Regions from separate parts of the Mus musculus genome. Here all the other regions are linked to region 1. A link is a contact called in public Hi-C and HiChIP or PLAC-seq data. All regions are on one chromosome and are shown on one strand. The core of a region is the stretch at or near the end of the contact, and the rest is flanking DNA. Distances in the headings are between cores, read along the strand shown. Region 1 has its middle 5.9 kb from the start of Gm4035. Region 2 holds the start of Rreb1 (ras responsive element binding protein 1). Region 3 has its middle 11 kb from the start of Gm31600. Region 4 has its middle 34 kb from the start of Gm46411.

What was found. A called contact is a pair of places that touch in the nucleus more often than the background predicts. HiChIP or PLAC-seq counts read pairs in DNA pulled down with a chosen protein or histone mark.
Region 2: a contact with region 1 is called in a Hi-C map of bone marrow-derived macrophages, with 24 read pairs. The contact joins the promoter of Rreb1 here to the enhancer-like site in region 1. A contact is called at or near these places in 4 of 484 Hi-C or Micro-C datasets (3T3-L1-derived adipocytes, the F1.1 cell line, bone marrow-derived macrophages and 1 more), 9 of 115 datasets of contacts at active chromatin or transcription factors (the 230-238 cell line, bone marrow-derived macrophages, differentiating embryonic stem cells and 6 more) and 3 of 9 other capture datasets (adipose tissue, embryonic stem cells and liver).
Region 3: an H3K4me3 HiChIP or PLAC-seq map of bone marrow-derived macrophages shows a contact between it and region 1, with 7 times the contacts expected there. The contact joins two enhancer-like sites. A contact is called at or near these places in 19 of 39 promoter capture datasets (the 3T3-L1 cell line, the C10 cell line, the HPC-7 cell line and 11 more), 11 of 484 Hi-C or Micro-C datasets (B cells, bone marrow-derived macrophages, embryonic fibroblasts and 4 more), 18 of 115 datasets of contacts at active chromatin or transcription factors (bone marrow-derived macrophages, double positive thymocytes, effector CD8 T cells and 9 more) and 4 of 9 other capture datasets (adipose tissue, embryonic stem cells, liver and 1 more).
Region 4: a contact with region 1 is called in a Hi-C map of bone marrow-derived macrophages, with 26 read pairs. The contact joins two enhancer-like sites. A contact is called at or near these places in 1 of 15 datasets of contacts at CTCF or cohesin (large pre-B cells), 25 of 484 Hi-C or Micro-C datasets (3T3-L1-derived adipocytes, B cells, the G1E-ER4 cell line and 11 more), 30 of 115 datasets of contacts at active chromatin or transcription factors (the 230-238 cell line, the HPC-7 cell line, the SCID.adh cell line and 20 more) and 2 of 9 other capture datasets (adipose tissue and liver).

What each region holds. Positions count from the first base shown.
Region 1 is chr13:37,439,486-37,442,465 of GRCm38.p6, forward strand. No RefSeq gene overlaps it. Among named protein-coding and RNA genes, the nearest start is that of Gm4035, 5.9 kb to the left of the region's middle. Within about 2 kb of position 1,381, at least 104 of the 459 cell types and tissues checked have an H3K27ac peak or open chromatin away from gene starts, as enhancers often do. A contact at or near this core is called in the 230-238 cell line, B cells, the G1E-ER4 cell line and 7 more, where this site is marked.
Region 2 is chr13:37,887,424-37,890,443 of GRCm38.p6, forward strand. It overlaps Rreb1 (ras responsive element binding protein 1), which reads left to right and starts at 1,448. Exons shown (of 12, transcript NM_001177869.1): 1 at 1,448-1,549.
Region 3 is chr13:37,771,053-37,774,262 of GRCm38.p6, forward strand. No RefSeq gene overlaps it. Among named protein-coding and RNA genes, the nearest start is that of Gm31600, 11 kb to the left of the region's middle. Within about 2 kb of position 1,854, at least 10 of the 459 cell types and tissues checked have an H3K27ac peak or open chromatin away from gene starts, as enhancers often do. A contact at or near this core is called in bone marrow-derived macrophages, where this site is marked.
Region 4 is chr13:37,832,123-37,835,337 of GRCm38.p6, forward strand. It overlaps a transcript of Rreb1 not described here. Among named protein-coding and RNA genes, the nearest start is that of Gm46411, 34 kb to the left of the region's middle. Within about 2 kb of position 1,564, at least 99 of the 459 cell types and tissues checked have an H3K27ac peak or open chromatin away from gene starts, as enhancers often do. A contact at or near this core is called in B cells, the G1E-ER4 cell line, the HPC-7 cell line and 3 more, where this site is marked.

The DNA.
Region 1 (2,980 bases), core at 131-2,630:
TCACAATCTAACGCTGTTGAATCACTTTGAGATCATGTGATTCGTGTCTCTTTCCAGACACTGTTGTTCTGTCTACCAGCCAGTGAGAACTTCCTGGAGATTTTTAAGGTGGGTGTTGTCTTGGGTTAATGTGATCCACAGGAGTGATCCCAGAACTCTGAAGCCACAAGCGGGATTATAAGTTCAAAGATGGAGAGCTACACGTCAGTCTTCAGGATTTCCTTACAAACAAACCCGTGGCACCAGTTCTTGGAGCTTTACCGTTCCCAGAGGACCAACAGCATCTACAGCTATGCAACATAGAATCCCAGGCCGGCAGCAGTGTGGAGTCCTCAAGCTGTGAAGGAATTCCTCCTGCCATCAATAAACTGATGCATCAATGAAACATTCAACAGTTGCTTCTCTCTTGCCTGCTTTGTTACAGCCGAGTACACTGACAGTTACCCAAAGACAAACTCTAGGAAGCAAACAAAACCTGTCTCCCGTAACAAAAAAAGGTGGGGAAACCCAGGGACAAACCCATGATTTGAGATTACCATGCCCAGGACTCTCCAGGATAGCTCTTGCTCACCGGCAGCTGTGTAGGAAGCTAACGAAACAGCCAGGGTTCAGAAGCCCAGCGAGGCTTCTCTCCACAGAGGTGGAAACCGCACAGGCTAGGGTGGGGCTGTCTAGAGACACTCAGCTTACCTTACCTTGCTAAACTCCTCTCATGGCTCATCTGTAAAGGATGGGTGGGTGTAAAGCGTGCCTCTCAGGACTGTCAGAAGGGGTAAGCGAAGCACGTAAATGCCACTGATACATGCCAAGGGCATTGTGGTCCAGCCATCTTCCCCACACTCAAAGTGCAGTGCCAAGCATCGGCCTGGAGGCCGAAAGTAAAATAGAACCTTGCTGAGAGGCAGAAGCCTGTAGCTGAGCTCGCCTTTGTCAGGTGCCCAGAACTTCACAGGTGGGCACTAATTGTCTTGAGAGTTCTTCTTTCTCCCCCCCCCCCCCAGTATGCAGAGAAAACCGCAGCTTAACATTGGGGGCAGGTTGAGCATTGTTCTCCTCACTATCTTTTGCATTTGACCAAGAACAGTGGTGTTTTGAAGAACAATATTTGGACAAGACTCAGCCCTGTCCTATGCTGTCACTGCAGGAGATGCAGGCTCTTCGTGGGCAGAGACAAGTCCAGTCATGGGAAGACAGAAGGCAGGGGCACAAGCCACCCCACCCCAGTGCAGCTTGCCCTCAGATTTCCTCTCCCCTCCCTTTCTTAGACACACCAGCTGCAGCTTTCTCCTCCTGTCTTGTGAAATGTCCCAGTCCACTACAAGGCTCGTGCAAATGCAAACCTCGGCCTTCCAGGAACCTAGCAAACTGTCTGCCCTGGAGTCACATCCAGTAAAAAGGCGGGGCCAGGCCAAAGCCACAGCCACAGAGAGTGGGAAGCCCAAAGCGTAACCCCAAACTCAGCAAGACTTTCTCTTATGGCTTTGGCAGATCAACCAGTCATTTTGCCTTGGTTTCCCATCCCAGCAATGAGAGCTACAGGCTCGCTCGCTTCCTTTACAAGTGTGTTGTAGAAGAATGTGGGAGAAAGGCCGTTTTGCATGTACTGACGGATGGAATGTAGAGGGAGTGCAAAATACCATTAGGGCATAATTGTGGGCAAACTCCCAGCCCCACCCTTTAGCAAACCATATTCCTCAGAGACTGGTGTTTTGCCACTTCTCTGCACTGTTAAAACAGTTTAAAAATATAGTGGGCCATTCTCTCCTCCTCCCCCCACCCCCAACCCGGTGCTATTTTTAGTCCACGTTGGTTTATTTCTCCACTGTGGCAGCAGCATCCTTTCCCTTTGGGCATCTGTATCTTTTTTTGGTGCCCCCCACAATATCCCATTACATCTTTCTACTATTTAGAGAGCCCAAAGATTCAGGACTCAGGCCTGCCTGGTCTGCCTGAGCTAGAATTTACCCCAAAGCAGACAGAGACTCAACTCAGGAAGGGGGTACAGGGAGCAGGAGTGACAGAAGCGGAGGCATGAATGTCTTGTCACATAGCCACTGAGGAAAGTCTGGAGACATCTGGGAATTTATAGCAACCACTCGCTATGTACCAGTAGCATCACCAGCCTGCGGGGTGAGGAAAGGGGCTTTCATCCCTTGGCTGCTGTCCCCAGACCCTTTTGGTTCCTTGTTCCAGCATGAACACATGGGGCCTCTCAGGCTTTTCTCCTGGGGTAACAAAGGCTGCAGGACTCCGGTGGTAAAGACAGCTCAGTCGACTGCACGCCCAACCTGTGACTGAGATAAGACTCAAATCTTAGACAATAAGAGATAGACACTAGAGTTTGGATCTTAAAAGTCTCCCCGGAGTCTGGTGTGTTAAGGGTTTTTGTTTGTAACTTGAGTCCTTTTTGCAAGGTTGTAAAGATTTTAAAGCTTTTGAAAGGTAGGTAGAGTAAAAGTTAGGTTTAGAGAATGTGCTCTCGATAGGTGGGGTACTGGGACCACTAGCTGAGTCCTCTCTGCCGCTGGTCATACCCTCCTCCTCCTCTCCCTCCTCCTCCTCCTCCTCCTCCTCTCCCTCCTCCTCCTCCTTCTCTCCTTCCTCTCCCTCCTCCTCCCCTTCCCCCTCCTTCTCTACCTCTTCCCCTTCCCCCTCCTTCTCTACCTCCTCCTCAGCTCCCATCTTCTCTCCTCCTCCCCTCCCTCTCCCTTCCTCTTCCCCTTCTTGGCTGTCAGGAGTCCAGTGGCCTCCTTATCACGGCCTCCCACGGCCTTAAAAACAATGAAGCCCAATGACCACAGATTGCGACCTCTGAGCCAGAACAAACCTTCCTCCTTGGAGGATGCTTATCTCAGGGAAGGCAGACTCTCCAGCATAAGCAACCACAGCTGCTTATGAAGTAAGCCAGAAAGAGCCAAACATCAAGCAAGGCCAGCTCCTCGACAAAGTGAGTTCAAGGCCAGCTTGGACAATTAATGAG
Region 2 (3,020 bases), core at 198-2,697, 450 kb after region 1:
CATGGAGCTTTTCTTTAACGTGTGTCATATAGCAGTGAAGCAATGATCCTGACCCAGTGGTCCCTGGGTAGGCGTCTCCCATCACTTGTTTTAACAGTGAACAAAAATGTTGAGTATATGACTTTCTGTGGCAGCATTTATGCTTTTCTTACCTGGAGAATAACTGGGTTGTGTCAGGGGCCTCCAGATATGAGGGTCTCCCTGGCTCATTCAGAGCCTTCCCTGTAAGTTGCTCCTGTACTCTAAAGTCCAAAGAACTTTTTAAAGAGAATAACATAAAGGAATAGAGAATGGAGTCACTGAAGTATGAAAACAGAAAAACTTCTGGAAGAATCTTGGTGTCACTACCCACCCAGGAACTGCTTGTGAGAGTAAAGGGTGGTGGAGCGTTCTCTTCCACACAGATCAGTCCTGCCCCACGTGCTTGGGAGCTGTTTGTGGAGGACTCCCCGTGAGATGCTCAAGGATAGCTATGTGGTACACTTACGCACCTTGTTTGTTTCCAGATGCTCTGAGAAAGGAAGAAGTGAGAAACTGCAGGACAGCTGCACCTCAGCATCCTTGCTTATGTGGGACCTTTCTTTCTCCTCTTTCTGTGGTGCCGTTGGGGAACCTGGAGCTCACTTCTGTGCGTGCCAGGCAGATGCTGGCTCTCCGAGCTATGTGCCAGCCCTTCAGCTTCTTAAGTCCTGTCCCTGTATTGCAACCTTCGTTGCTGTGTTGTGGCTCCAGAACATGCTGCATGCCCCCTTCTTCTGGGCTTTCAGGGTCCGTGGACCCCCAGAGCAGACATTCTCAGACTCCCGAGGGACATGCGCGAAGATGTTTTCTGTATCTTCTACAGAAAGAACAGGGCATGCATTTGGTCCTAGTTGTTCAGCGATGTCCCCGTATTTGTAGGAATCTCTACCTCAAGGCATTGTTAGTTGTACATTTCTTACTCTCTTCAGCTCTTTTTCCTCTCCTCTGTTTCTGCTTGCACCAAGTGCTGTTTCTCTTTTCCTCCTTTATGCTGGAGAATCAGCTGGGTCTGTTCAGCCATTTTTGTCTCTCTTTGGTGTTTATGGTGCCGAAGTTGAAACCTGGGGCCTCACATGCTAGGCAGGTGCTTTGCCACTGAGTGGTCCGTGCATTCCAGTACTATTACCACGCCACTGGGATGCTCAAAGCTCCACCTAGAGCTAGCATTCTGAGCATTCTCCTGTGTCGTTAACAAGCCCTCAGCATCTCGGGAATGGAGGGTGTACTTGGGCAGAGGTAATGGGGGTCCTAGCTGTTGAAGGCACACTTGTATGTTCTGGTGGAATCAGCTAACAGCTTGCTTACAGGTGCAGATGCAGGGTGGGAACTGTCCTCACCATGGACACTGAGTAGAGGAAACTAGACAGAAGCAGAATTTTTCCTTCTTTTAAACATCTTTTAATGTTATCTTCTTTTAATTTTTCAGGTTGTTGCAATCCTGTGCTCCAGAAGTGGTGGCTTTGAGGTGTGACCCTGCCCACATTTGGGCCCAGTCCTCACCAGCTCCTCGGCAGAACGAAGAAAACAGGTCAGTTACCCTGCGTAGGCTTCCTTGAGTCCAAGCAGTCTCACGTGAGTGAGTCTTCAGGCACTCCCTTGCCTGGACTTGAATTGTCTGCTGCTTTCACAGGCCCTCTGTCCTGTCTGTCCCTTTGTATCTTCCTCCTCATACCTCATCCATTCTTTCTCCCCAAGGCATAGAGCGAAATCCTGTTAAAATCATAACTGCATCTTGCTGGTTCTTGAGCTATTGAGTCTCTGGTGTGTGGGATGAGGCGTCTCAGAAGAGGATGCGCAGGGCACCTCACAGGAAGCAAAACCTCAGGCAACCCTCCTTCTCCTTCCTCTTTTCTTCTTTCTTCCCAACTCCCAGTTCCAAAGTGCAGGTTCAAAACTAGAGCAACTAAAACGGAAGCAATCAGTGGTATCAATCGTTCACATCTGTGACTTGAGAGCTTCATTTGGGGTCCTTGTCTGATTCCAGCTGGACATGTTTAGTAAAACAGGGCCAGTGTTTTTTATTTGAAAGATTTTAGTGTGGTGGGTGTGTGTGTGTGAGAGAAACCTATCGGGTCTCTCTCCTTTTGACATGTGGATCTTAGGGACTGAATTCAGGTTGTCAAGCTTGGCACCAAGCGCTATTACCACAGAGCAAGTTTATCATTTTTATTTTTGTTTTAAAAATGAGCTTAGTTGCAGTACCTAGGACAATACGGGGAAGAAGCAATTGCGTGGAAGAGAGAATGAGGCATTTCTAGGTTTGTGAATATTAGGTTAAACAAACACACACTACACAAGAACCTTAAACTATTAAAACTATATTAGCCTAGTAGGTAGGAGTCCTAACAGCTTAACCCCACAAGGTAGGGGATTTCAGCCCCTCTGGTACAAGCACAGAATTCTCTCTGAGACTTGGAACATATGTTAAAGAGTGAGTATTAGTATCCTCTTTAAAGCATGCACAGGAAATGGCATTGTATCAAAGGGAAAAATTGTCTTTCCTAACACAGATTGAGTATCAGCAGGCTTAAATGTTTTCATTTGGATGGTTGTTTCATTTCATTATTGCTGGATAGTTACAGAGGATCAACTAGAACTAGCCAGCTTGTTTCTGGTTAAATAAATTATCCTTTACCTCAGCATTAATGTAAAGATAAATGTTGTTTTTAATGTTTTTCTAAAGCTGAACAGTTAACAGTGTTGAGTTTGCACTAGGCTTTTCCTTCTGCCCTGTTCCATGACCCCAAAGGAAAATTCCCAAGCCAGACTCAGCCAAGACTTAGCAGACTGGCGTGAAGCTGTAGCCCAGCTCTGAGGACAGCGTGTTGGTGCTTCTGAAACATCCTCTCAGCATGTGTTCAGGCCCCTCTCCTTTTGTTAACTGCATTCTCATCAGAAATCATAGTTCCCCTTTAAAACCTTGCTGCTGTTTACTTAACATTTCAAATATGGAAAGGAAGTAAACAAACGGGTTCCTAGTGCCACACTTTACACTTTAT
Region 3 (3,210 bases), core at 604-3,103, 330 kb after region 1:
GGTTTTTCGAGACAGGGTTTCGCTGTAGCCCTGGCTGTCCTGGAACTCACTCTGTAGACCAGGCTGGCCTCGAACTCAAAAATCCACCTGCTTCTGCCTCCCAAGTGCTAGGATTAAAGGCGTGTGCCTCCACTGCCTGGCCAAAAGGTGACTTTTAAAATACAAAATAAAGTCTAGATGTAATGACACACACCTTTATTTCCAGCACTCCATGGATAAACATCTTGACTTCCTCAAGTTCAAGGTCAGCCTGGTCCTCATAGCAAGTTCTAGGATAGCCACAACTATATACATATCATTTATATTCACTCTCTAACTCACCCAAAACCCCAAAATTAGATTATTTTAGTAACAGATAGCACAGGATTTCAGTGCAAATATTTTACTGTTTAAGAAATGAGAACTATATTTTAAATATAATCACAAACTTACCAATATTTAAATCAGCAACAATAATTCCTTAATGCTCTCTAAAGTATAATCAGTATTCCCTAAATGTATTTTTAAAAATATCAGATGTGCCTTCTCTTCCCTTTTTCTTCCTAAAAGTAGGTATAGGCTATATGTTGTGGTTGTGTGTATGAGTGGGTGTTGTGCACATGAATAAACAGGCATGTGTGCATACATGCGCATACGGAGACCAGCAGTTAATACTGGCTCTCCCCTTTAGTCTCTCTCCACTAGTTACACTCTGAGACAGGATCCCTCACTAACCATCTGGACAATAAGCTTCAGGAATACACCTTTCTCCACACCTCCCCTCAGCGTTGGAGTTACAGATTCAGACCTACTACACTCAATTTTATTTGTTTTGATTTTGAGGCAGGGTCTTACTGTGTAGCCCTATCTGGCCTTGAACTCATAGAGATCTGTCTGTCTCTGCGCCCCGAGTATTGCCTGGCCTGAACCCGTGTGCTGGTTGTCCAAACTCATGGCAAGCACTTCACTAACTGAGCCATCTCCCATACTTCATTCTCTTCCCCCTCTTTTGAGACAACTCATTTTGTAGTTCAGGCTATCCTGTAACTCAATGTATAATAAATTAGGCTAGCCTGGAACTTGTAGCTCCCCTCTTGCCTCTGCCTCCTGAGTGCCAGGATTACAGACATGTATCACCTTGTTCAACTTCTATCCTAAACATTGTTGTTGTTTTGCTTGTGAGTTGGTTGTGTTTTTCTTTTCTTTTTTAGAATTTATTAATCACATTGACAGATGAACAAACTAAAATTCAGTTTCTTTTTATTTTTAAAGATTTATTTATTACTGTATCTAAGTACATTTTAGTGGTCTTCAGATGCACCAGAAGGAGTCAGATCTCATTACAGATGGTTGTGAGCCACTATGTGATTGCTGGGATTTGAACTCAGGACCTATGGAAGTGCAGTCAGTGCTCTTAACTGCTGAGCCATCTCTCCAGCCCTTGTTTTGTTTTTCAAGACAGGGTTTCTTTGTGTAGCTCTGACTGTCCTGGAACTAGCTATGTAGAGCAGGCTGGCCTCAAACTCAGAGGATCCTCCTGCCTCTGCATCTATCTCTACCTCTGGAGTGCTGGGATTAAAGGTGTGCACCAACACCGCTGAGCTGAGCTCTCCCTTCAACTTTTACGGACAGTAGCTGGGTTTCTTGTGGTGGTGGTGGATTTTGTTTTGTTTTATATTTATTTTATTACTTTACGGGTATCAGTATTTTTGTCTGCATGGATATATGGGCACTATGTGCCCATGGGGGCCAGAAATAGGCATCAGATTCTCTGGAACTACAGTTCATACATACAGTTGCAAGGTGCCATGTGTCTGTTTTAAGGAACTCACAGAGCTGAAATCCCCTTGCAGTTCCTCTTAGGAACATTTCCTTAAATAAATGTTTAGTCATGGAATACTTTATCACAAATTCAACAATCCCCGCCTGCCGTCACTGAGATAGACCCACACTCTACACAGCAGTAGCAACAAGACTGCAGAGGGTCGTTCCTCAGGGCCTATTACCAAGGCAGCCCCTGAGAACAGAGAGCATGGTCAGGAGATCTTGATGCTAATCTCAAATAACCACTATTTAACTTTACATCCTAACTGAGCAAATTCTCCCCTGTATGCCAATGCAAAGGCTGCAAAGTGAATGAATAGGGTAGTCCAAACAACCTTGAAATTTCCTTCTGCCTTTTTGTTTTGTTTATTTGTTTGTTTTGTGAGACAGGGTTTCTCTGTGTAGCCTTGTCTGTCTTGGAACTTACTCTGTAGACCAGGATGGGCTTGAACTCACAGAGATCCACCTGCCTCTGCTTCCCAAGTGCTGGGATTAAAGGCATGCACCCCACTGCCCACTTCCTTTTTAAGATTCAATGTGTTTGATATTATATTTAACTTTGTTTTAAAAGTCTACCTTCTATATCTTCTATATCTTGTGCTCCCTGTCAACAAATTCAACCACCTGAGGGGGGGATCCCCAAATTAACAGAGCTGTACTTAATATGCAGAGACTGTTTTGCTAGTCCTTGTTTTCTAAACAATACTATGTAACAGCTTTTTAAATAGCATTTACATTGTTACAAGACACCTAGCCCAGACTGAAAGTACATAACAAAGGGCTGGGGGGGGAGCCCTGCTGGCAAAGTGCTTGCCCTGGGTTTGATCTCTAGCTCTGAAGGAAAAAAAAAGGGGGGGGGGAGTTTCCACTCCAGATCCCTGGAAGTGAAAACCAGGAGTCAAATTTCAACATCACCCTGCCCTGCATAGTTTAAAGATAGCCTGGCCTACAAGACTTGGACCAATCCTCTTTTGGTACTGACTGATGGATGCAGAGACAACTGGCTGGTTATACTGTATGTCATGGTGTTATTTGCAAAGATTAAAAACATATCTATTGCAGGAGACATTGTATCATTTGCAATCAAATAACCAAACCCTGTCCATGATGGTGCATGCCTTTGATCCCAGCACTGAGGAGGGAGCGGCCATCAGATCTGTGAGTTCAAAGCTAGCCTGGTCTACAGACTGAGGTCCAGAACAGCTAGGGTTACACACACACACACACACACACACACACACACACACACACTCAAACCTGCCTTGATAAATAAATAAGCAAATAAATAAGCAAACAAAACCAGCCCAATAGCACCCTTAAGTTGCTCATTGGCCTTTCTAAGCTTCACTATCTTAACTGAACTGCAATTCTTTGTTTTGGACAAGATCTTTCCTACAAGACAAACCT
Region 4 (3,215 bases), core at 314-2,813, 390 kb after region 1:
TACCTACAAGTTTCTCTCTCAGTGGGGGTGGGGTGGGGACTGCACCTTTTGCTTCCAGTGTGGGGAGCAGACAGGCAGGACAAGCAGATCCCTCTTAATGGGGTTCACTTGGGGATGGGCTTGAGGAGGAAGACAGGAGCCAAGCTCAGGGTTTACTTTTCAAAGGGATGGTCGTTATAGCCTTTAAGCAAGAGGGACAAGAGATGCCATTACACTTCCTATAGTGGTCAGGGCAGCCTCCTCCACCCCCATGCAATGGAGACTTGATTATCCATTCAGTCTCAGAAATCCAGGAGCCAAGGTAGAAAAAAAAATCTACTTTTCAATAGTAGGATTTAGGACCCAGCTCTGCCCTGAGTATGTCCAGAGCCCTCAAACAGATCACGAGTACCACCAAGAGGGGATGGGGTAGGGGGTTACACTCCATATCGCATGTATTCTGTGTGGAGAAATTCCATACAGCAGCAGGTAAGCTCTTTATTACATGCCCGTAAGGGAGCTCTGTTGGCAGGTTCAAAGTATCACAGACAGTTTGAGGGTGGAGCAATGGTTGCCTGCCGGACTGTTAAGTAGATTTGAAAAACCCTGTTACTAAGACAGTCCCAGGAGTCGTCTGCTTCTAAAACAACCTTGGTTCACTGACAGGAAGCTGCCCCTGTAGATGGCTCAACTCTGCCATCATGTTTTCAGCCACCCTTCTGTCAGGTTCCCTCATTTTGTAAGTTATGTGGAGTACATAACTTTTTTTTTTAAGTGTTTGAACTAGCCCCTACTTGCTTGATGCTTTTGGGCACTCACAGTCTTTCTCCGTTTTGTTTCTCAGATTTTTGTACAATTCTTACATAATCATCTATCTTTTATTCAAGGGCAGCTTTCCTGAGCCTTTGGCTCAGATGCCTCTAGAGAGAAAGGTGGGTTATCCCATGGCAAGACAGGATGGGGAGGGAACGAGGAGGGGGCCCAGGGATGGAGGGGAGAGAGGAAGTGCTTGTTTGTATGGGACCCCAGCTGGAAATGTCTAGAAGTGTCGGGGGACACAAGTACCACTTGCTTCCAGCCTTACCCTGGTTTTTCTCTTCCACTGCTCAGTGTGTCTCGCTCAGACCGGAGACAAGGCCCCGAGTCCTGGGGGGAGAGTAAGGGAGCCAGTGTTCCAGAACAGGGAGGACTGTGATGCTCTGAGCTTCCAGTTGTTGTGTTGTGTGCCTCTGGACCTTTTATCTCTCACACCAGTGGACCAGCTGTGCTAAGGGGACTCAGTGCCACGGCCGAGCAGACACCTTGCTCGGGGATGGGTCCTGTTGCATCCAGCACTTGGGTGTTTTCCTGCCCTCATCCTATGAACTGGCAACTCCCAGCTTTCTACTTTTACAACTTTTGCCAGTGCTGGGCCCTTCAGGCACCTCGCCCTGCAGGTACTTGTAAAAAATGAAAGCCAATCTAGAAAGGGGCCAGAAAGATCTGGTGTCCTCAGGCAGCCAGGCCAGGCACCCCACTGTCTTCCGTGGCTGGCCCCACATTGGGCAGAACCCCTTAAGGGTGTTGCAAATGCCTCTTTAGTTAATTTCCTGTGCCCAGTTCCTCCTTTCTGCTGTTCGCCCTGCCCTGTTGTCCACAGAGTGGCGTGCATTGTCTTGCGTGCCTCAAAACAGTCCTTGGCTCCTTGTGTCTACAGGAAGAGATCCAAGTGTCTCCACATGGCCCACAAGGGCCTTCCTCCATCAGCTGCTTCTACGTCTACGTATGTTCTGTAGCCTCTCCCCGCTTTAAACCACTGCCCTTCTGAGTAATGTCTCTCTTTCACCTGGGTTGTTCTTCCTGCTGTGTCTCCAGCTAAAATCCTTTCTTAATTTTTTTTTTCTCAAAACCTTGTCTTTTGGGGACTGTTAGGTCCTCCTTACAGCCTCCCCTCTCCCCCTAGTGTTTTCCCACCTCAGGAACATCACCCCCCCCCCCCCCCCCCACACACACCCCTGTCCCTAGCACCTACCCTGATTGTTGGTGCTTAGTTGGTGCTCATGCCTTAGCGTGTGCTGAGTTATGATACAAACCCCAAGTTTTTGGAGAAGAGCCATATGTAATTTGGAACTGAGGCCTAAACAGAGATGCAGATTCAGTGAAGGAAACAGACAGGCGTTTTGTTTCTTTTTCTGCACGCCCCTCATACCACAGTTCGGTTCTAGGTGCACATTGGTGGGGGGAAGACTTGGATGTTCAAAAATCCTAAAATAAAAGTTGTCTCAGTAGAGAGAGAGAGAGAGAGACTTTGAATGCTTGGTTGCTCTAAAAAACGGTCACACCAGGGGCTTTACTAATTATAGTACTTTTCATGGCTCTTGGTTTAAAGTTTACATTAAATAGGAGAGATGAGCATGCAGATCAAAGACCACATCATTTCAGAGCTCCAAGGAGTGGGCCCATTTTCTCTGCTTAGTTAGAGTTTTGCTTCATTAGTGGTATGAGTTAATAGTGTTGGTCTGTGTATAACTCAACTTCTCCCCACCCCCCCCCCCACTACTTCTTGGACCTAAAACAAAACACCAAACCAGAAACCCAGAGGATATGGCTGGCCCTTCATTCCTTCTTTATTTGCTTGTGTATGCATACACATGCTCCGTAGCTATTAGTTCTAGGCCATAGTAATGACCCGTCATGGTTTCAGGGGACTGTCCTTGATGCTGAAGGGAACTGCTACGAAACAAGATGCGTTTGAATATGAAAATCATCTCAAAATTGTCTTTAAAAGATGAGTACTCGGGCTGGTGAGATGGCTCAGCAGGTAAGAGCACCCGACTGCTCTTCCGAAGGTCCGGAGTTCAAATCCCAGCAACCACATGGTGGCTCACAACCATCCGCAACAAGATCTGACTCCCTCTTCTGGAGTGTCTGAAGACAGCTACAGTGTACTTACATATAATAAATAATAAATCTTTAAAAAAAAAAAAAGATGAGTACTCTCCAGGTATGGTGGCACACGCCTTTAATCCCAGCACTCGGGAGGCAGAGGCAGGTGGATTTCTGAGTTCAAGTCCAGCCTGGTCTACAGAGTGAGTTCCAAGACAGCCAGGGCTACACAGAGAAATCCTGTCTTGAAAAAAAAACAGAAAGAAAGAAAGAAAGAAAGAAAGAGAGAGAGAGAGAGAGAGAGAGAGAGAAGGAAAGAAAGAAAGAAAGAAAGAAAGAAAGAAAGAAAGAAAGGAAGAAAGAAAGAGGGG